Linked DNA regions of Pan troglodytes: region 2 is linked to region 1. A link is a contact called in public HiChIP or PLAC-seq data. All regions are on one chromosome and are shown on one strand. Each heading gives the region's core, a stretch centred on a gene start, on an enhancer-like site or on the middle of the called end of the contact. The rest is flanking DNA. Distances are from core to core; before and after follow the strand shown.

Evidence for each region. HiChIP or PLAC-seq counts read pairs in DNA pulled down with a chosen protein or histone mark.
Region 2: a contact with region 1 is called in an H3K4me3 HiChIP or PLAC-seq map of stem cell-derived excitatory neurons, with 4 times the contacts expected there. The contact joins the promoter of LOC101056983 here to the promoter of ZNF496 in region 1. A contact is called at or near these places in 1 of 7 Hi-C or Micro-C datasets (stem cell-derived neural progenitor cells) and 1 of 1 datasets of contacts at active chromatin or transcription factors (stem cell-derived excitatory neurons).

The regions. Positions count from the first base shown.
Region 1 is chr1:1,781,939-1,785,185 of NHGRI_mPanTro3-v2.0_pri, forward strand. ZNF496 (zinc finger protein 496) reads left to right here and starts at 1,737. Exons shown (of 10, transcript XM_016942245.4): 1 at 1,737-1,875; 2 at 3,233-3,247.
Region 2 is chr1:1,903,455-1,906,701 of NHGRI_mPanTro3-v2.0_pri, forward strand. It overlaps LOC101056983 (zinc finger protein 682), which reads left to right and starts at 1,537. Exons shown (of 6, transcript XM_016942170.4): 1 at 1,537-1,746.

The sequences.
Region 1 (3,247 bases), core at 487-2,986:
CTGGCTGGTGTTCCTGAGAGTGGGCTGTACATGAGTTCTGTAAATGCCAGTCCAGTTACGTCAAAGGGGGTGGCTCTCACTTGTACCTGTAGGCTCCAGCTAAGATCTGCGTGGCCCTGCCCGGCATCTGGCTGTCATCCGGGAAACAATCACTGTTCACAAACAAGGGCTTCACTCCTTCGCTCGCTCCATCTCCTGCTAAAGTCAGAATGTGAACACCGACAAACAGCGGCTCCCAGTAACTCTGCTAGTCAGAAGTGATTATTTCAGCAGTTCAGAGGAGGAAGTGGCGGTGCCCAGGGCCACGGGATTAGAAGAGCAACGGAGCTAAAGGATCCCGTGCCTCAGTCCAACCACCTTGTTCCCACTTACTCAGCCGGGCCACTTTCTTTGGAGAAACTGATTTCCTTCTGCTTGCCCTTGAAAGGGGATCCGAAGGAAATCGGAGCTACCGGCAGTAGCTACCCTCCGGAAGACGGAGAATCTTCTCCACCTTCTCCTCTAAGTAGGAGAATCCAATTTCGGTGCAGAGCAGATGGAGAAGGGGCCATGGGAATCAGACCTGCTCAGGGACCGGGTTCGCACTTTCTCTCAAGCTCTGGAGCCTGAAAAATGAGCATTCCCCGGGGACGACCCATGTAAGAATTTGGGCTATATTCAGCATAGTGCAGCGGCCAGCAGCCCTGTCTCGGGGTGGGGTCCGGAGGCCCTCATTTCTGCTTGCCCCTCACTGCCACATAACCTTGGGTCAGAGTCCCTCATCCTCTCCCTCCGCCACTGTGCACAGCGGCAACCGTGTTCACTTCAGCGAGCAACGAGCCCCGTGACCCCCACTCAGGGTCAGGACTCACCGCAGCCCCTCTGCGCAAGCCCCGAGGCTCTGCGTGGCCTCCGGATGCGCGGCCTTTCCTAACCCGGGGACTGCGCACGTGGGCGCCAGGCCCGGAAGGCGCGGATGTGAGCGCTACCTTCGGCGTCCCGCAGCGGCAGGAGGGGCTGGGCGGCCCGGCCTTCGGCTGGCGGCGTGGGGGGGGTCGCAGGGGAGTCTGAAATGAGGCGGCCGACGGCGCGCGGGGCCTCCTCTCTCCGCTCCATCCCCAGCCGCGACTCCCGGTCGGCCGTTCCGGGCGTCCACTGGCCGCGTGTCCTGGGGGCGCCAGAGAAGGAGAACAGCGGAGAAAAGAGCCCCGGGCCCACCTTCCGGACCGGCGGGCCCGCGGGGAGGCCCGGGCGCGGCGACGTGGCTGACCCACAAAGCCCCCGGCCCGGCGGCCAGGCCCAGGCGCGCGCGGAGCGGGGCGGGCCGGGGGTGTCGGATGTCACCCCCAGCGCACACCTCGGCCGGGGGGCGGGGGAGCGAACCACTGAGATGCGGAGACCTCCCCAGTCCTAGAGCGGAGCAGGAAGTGTCCCAGGGGAGGGAGCCGGAGGGCTCCGGCCTTTCCTTTCCTCGGCGTCCGGCGGGCTCCCGCGGCGGCCAGGCCTGCGCCGCCCGCCAACAGGGACGCGCCGCGGCGGTGAGTGCACCCCGGCTCCCGCGGCCGGCCCCGCCCCGCCCTCCTCGGCCCGCGCCCGGCCTCCGCGGCGCCGCCTCCCGGCCCAGAGCCCAGCGCTCAGGAAGGTGCGGGCGGGGGAGAAAGCAACACCATTGTTTTTCAGGCGCCTCCATTTGCCCCCGAGCCGAGCCGTGGCTTTCCGGATGATCGGGAGACGCGGTCTGGACGGGCCGGGAAAGGAGCCGGGCGCCTGCGGAGACCCCGCCTCAGCGAGTACGCCCGGCCGGGCGGGCTGGGAGGATGAGGACGGCTGCCCTGGACTTCCGCCGCCACAGGAGGGTTTTCGGCCGGACGCCGGGAGGGAGCTCCAGGCTGTGAGGTGAGGAGCCCGGAGCCGGCGAGACGGGAGACGCGCGTGTGAGGGAGACCGAGGGCGCGGAGGGCGGGCTCCCCCTTCCCTGGCCCACAGCGACCTTCTCCTTCCCTTTCTGCCGATCCAGCTCGGTCCCTCCTCCGCGAAAGGCTGGGAGCTCGCTCCGCCCCTGCGGGGCCCTCCTCCGCCTCACTCACGTTAGTTCATTCATCAGGCATCTCCTCCGAGCCTCCCACGCGCCAGGTGCCGCCGTGACAAAGACGGACGCGGCCGTCTGGTTGGAGACGATCCGAGTGGCAGCCCGGGTGGGCGCCGGTGCTCCGGGGGGGCGGACCTGAGTAGTCCTGGGCGCTGCAGGTGTGTGATGGGCGCCGCAGGGGGCCGCCGAGCAGGGCGGGCGGGGCCCACCCCGGGCTCCAGATGCCGGAGCCGCCCTGGAAGCGATCCGGTGGTGGGGAGCGCTGTAATGCGTCCAGCCCGACGCCTCCACGGCCCCCATATGGGTTTCTGTGTATGTTGTTACTTTGGAAAGCAAAGAGATTCAGAGCAGTGGGTGTTTCTGGAACCACTCAGTTGTTTCGTAGCTTTTCTGGCATCACTTGTCTTTCTGTGAAATGGGAGTGAGGCCCGAGTCCCCCTTCCCACCTTGTGAGCTGTTGGAGGTTAAGACGCGGCCACGCTGGACAACCTCGTGCAGATGGGGGAGTGGCAGGCACTGCCGGTCCTAAGGATCACAGAGACCTGATGGCAGAGAAGGGGACTGTGAGTGTCCCCATGTGCCCTTTCACGGGCCCAGCGTTCTAAAGTGGGAATCATGAACACCAGCCAGGTATACTGGTTGCTGGTCTCTTTTGCCACCCTAGTTGTGGCAAAAGTGTCGGCTAGTTGTCTGCACACCAGCGGGGAGGTGTAGGGACCCCTGAGTCCCACCTTGGGGGTGTGGCAGCTGCAGTGTCCAGGGGTTCTTTGAGGGCTGAGCTGTGCAGTGACGGACCCACTTTTCTGTCCTGGCCGAGGAAGGGCTTTGGCGGGTGTGCAGTTGCCTTCAATGTGGTTTGAAGAGGGCAAGGATAGAGAATAGGGTGGAGGCGAGGTTGAAGGTCAGGGCAGAATTGGCAGAAGGCTCATAGGAAACCACTGATACTTCTAGATGCGGTGTTATTTGTCCCTGGGAGACTGCATGTAGCTGTCTTACGTGATGTTTTCCCTTGCCTCCCATTGCAGACTCTGCTGGGCAAAGCTGATTCTGGCTGGGTTGTCCATCCAGCACGCAGCACCATCGGCCCTCTGCCACCAGAAGGGTGGATTTTCCATTCCTGGATGTGCTTGAAGGCTCATCCGATGCATGTCTTTGTCATTCCAGCTCCATTTGTAAAGG
Region 2 (3,247 bases), core at 287-2,786, 120 kb after region 1:
TGGGACCTAGGTTCAAAACTTGAGTGCTTTTGTTTTTCTTTCAGAATCTTGTTATCTCTATGATAATAAGCACACATTAACTTGCTGGGGAACGAGATACCACACGGAGAAGAACGAAGGTGCCCCAGTTGACAGGCAACTCACCCCTAGAAACAGCTGCAATCAGCATCTGTCCACACATGTCTGAAGGATCCCAGCTGAGACCAAAAGAATTGCCCAGCTGAGTTTAGCTTAAATTGCTGACCAGCAGAATCATGAGCTAGTAAGTTTTGGCGGTTTGTTATGCATCACTAACTAACTAACACACACACCCATTACAGACAGGATGTCAGAATTCAATGAGAGACTGATTACTAGTTACCTGCAAACAGTAGGCACCCTATAGGTATTGATTTTCTTTTCCCTTTATTTAAATTTGGATCTCTTGTTAGACGGTGGTGAGTTATGTAGAGATACATGTAGATGTGTACACGTGATTGGTGCATAAACTCACCCAGTCTCGCACACCATAGGAGGAAAAAGACAACCAATAGCCTGTTTATTAGCGCCAAGGCCAAATACCAATATCAGAAGTTTGTTTAATCTATTTTCTGTATATCTAAACTTTGGAAGTCAAAGCTGTGGAAGACCTGAAGACTGGGGATTAGGTCCTCCTGGGGGCTCCATTGTTCTTTTTTTGACTGTCTGATTTTTGGGAGGAAGATGGACAGCAGGCGGGGCAGCAATGGTCTACCTGTGGACACTCTCTTTTTGCAGCCCTTGCTCTCTCTAGGGCCCTGTCCCTTCAGCCTTTGGCCTGGGGAGAGATGTTGATAAGGAGGCACCGATCTTTCACTGCTGGAAGGAAATGAGGGTTCAGACCCTTCACCTCCCTCAGAGCTGCACGTCAGTGTGACAGCCACTGGCCATGTGTGCGTACTGAGGGCCTGGAATGTGGCTGAACCGAGACGTGCTGGGAAGGTGAAATACAGAGTGAATTTCACAGATTGACTACCGAAAATTATATAGTTCATTAATATATTGATGAATATTGAGATATTGATCATACATTGAAATGATAATATTTTGAATATATTGGGTTAAATAAATTATTACAATCAGTTTCACCTGTTACTTTTAATGTTTAAAAGGTGGCTACTAGGAAATTTAAAATTCACACGTGGCTTACATTTTATTTCTTAAAGGATTGCCTCCTTTTTGAAATTTCAGGCTGCCTGATCAAACTACCAGAGGCCAGAAAGGTCATAAAATCTGAAATGTTAAAATCATTGCCATTATATTATTTTCATTTGTGAATAACATATATATATTATTTATAAATGGATATAACCTTATACAAAAGGTTAAATGAAAATGCCCCCTGGGCTGGGCCAGGCCCAGCGCAAGCAGGAAGCCCTGCATGAAAAGGCTGCAGCCAAGAACCTGTCACTTTGTCGCCCTCAGCCCAGCGTCCGATCACATCCTCCGTCACTCAGGGACTGAGGGGGCGGGGCCTGGAGCCCTATCCAATCAGGGGCGCTGACGTAGGAACCGTCCAATCAGGCGTGCAGCCGGACAGAAGGGCGCGGCTTCCGGGATCTGGCGGGGCCTTCGTCTCTCTTGCCAGCCTCAGCTGGGTCGTCTTCTGTGCTCGGCGTGCTCTGCTCGGGGAAGCTCAGGTGGCCGCCACAGCCTCTTGCCCTCTGACCTGCAGGTATCAGGAGATCCATAGCTAAGAAGCCTGGACACCCGGGAAGCTGGGAAATGGTGAGTATGTGGGCGGGGTCCCGAGGTGGGCAGGGGGCTGATGGAAACGGGCTGGAACTGGCTGTGGCGGCCCCAGGCCTCCCCACGGCTCCCTCCGGAGTCTGCAGACCCGAGACCCCGCTGGACCCGCCCGGCCCTCAGCTTCCCCTGGCCTCAGGATGTGGGCTGGGCCGCCAGCCTCACCCGGCGTCCGGTCCGCTTCTGTGCTCGACTTCCGCCCGGCCCGTCCCCTCGCTGGCAGCTGTGCGGTGGCGACGGCAGGGGCCTGGGGGAGAGCCCCGACCCAGGAGGAGCCACTGCGTGGGAGGAGCTGTGGGCTGTGGGGTCCCAGGCCCTCCTTTCTCCTGGTGAAAGTGAGAAGGGAGTCAAGGTTTAAACGTTAAAGAGATTATTTGAGCAAAGAGCTGTTCATCAATGCAGAGCGCCCAGTCATGGTTTGTGGGTGCTTGGAGCAAAGGCTTTTGTAAGGGGCATAAGGAAGCGAACCAAATTCAGAACTCGGTTACAGTTACAGTTGTGGAGTCGCCCTATGTGGACTGTCCAGGTGGAAATTTCCTGGTTATTTAATGAGAGGTTAACTGGAGGTTTGTGGTTGGTTCAGGCTGAATATCGTTTCTTCCTAAGGTAGTAATTTACAAGACATGTATTTCTGTTAGATTTTTTTCCTTAGGAACCGATGGTCCTAGTGCTACTTCAGTCTAATTGATTGCTAGTTAATTATTTTAAACACTCCAGAGGGGGACTGGTTTTCCACTGCGTTTCCAAATGTGTAGCAAGCACGGTCTCACATCCACCATCCTGTCCCCCCAGCCTATGTGTCCTTTATTGTACATTTCACACACAGTGTTTTCATCATTTTTTCACAGAGCATTGGATGGCACTTTTTTTAGACATCTGTTTTCTGTTTGTAAACATTTTATGTGAGCAGAGAAGAATCACCTGACACACTGCTGTAAAAAAAACTTTGTGTCTCTTCTTTTATCTTCCCCAGGCACAGACACCTTATCGGAATGTCTTTGGTTTGAGGTTCTGCTTTGGAAATTGTACAAGGTCATGTGTCCTCAGCCACCCTCCAGTCTTTTTCTGTGCCTGGGTTTCATAATTGTCCTGGGGTGACCCACCTCAAGGCATGTTTAGTGAACATTAGCACGTTGTTCCTTTCCTCCCAGAGGACAGCCTCAGTGATGGAGGTGGAGCCTCTTAAGGGAGCAGATGGATGCCCTGGGGCTGAGAGGAAGCTGGTCCTACCCTTCATTTACGAAGCTAACCCCTTAGGACATGAAGATTGTCTTCACCCAACTCCAGCGTCTGTTCCTTGGAGACCCATTGCTGGTCAGCCAGTTGGATGCTGATATTGAGAAGAAAAAACAGAAATGATTTCTGACATCTGGATTCTCTCAGACTTGTGAAGGGGGAAAAAGCTGTTCCAAAGGACAAGGAAAACCCACTGCAGTGAGGGGGCGCAAGAATCTGCAAAGTCAAGCCACTTGGGGCACCCAGT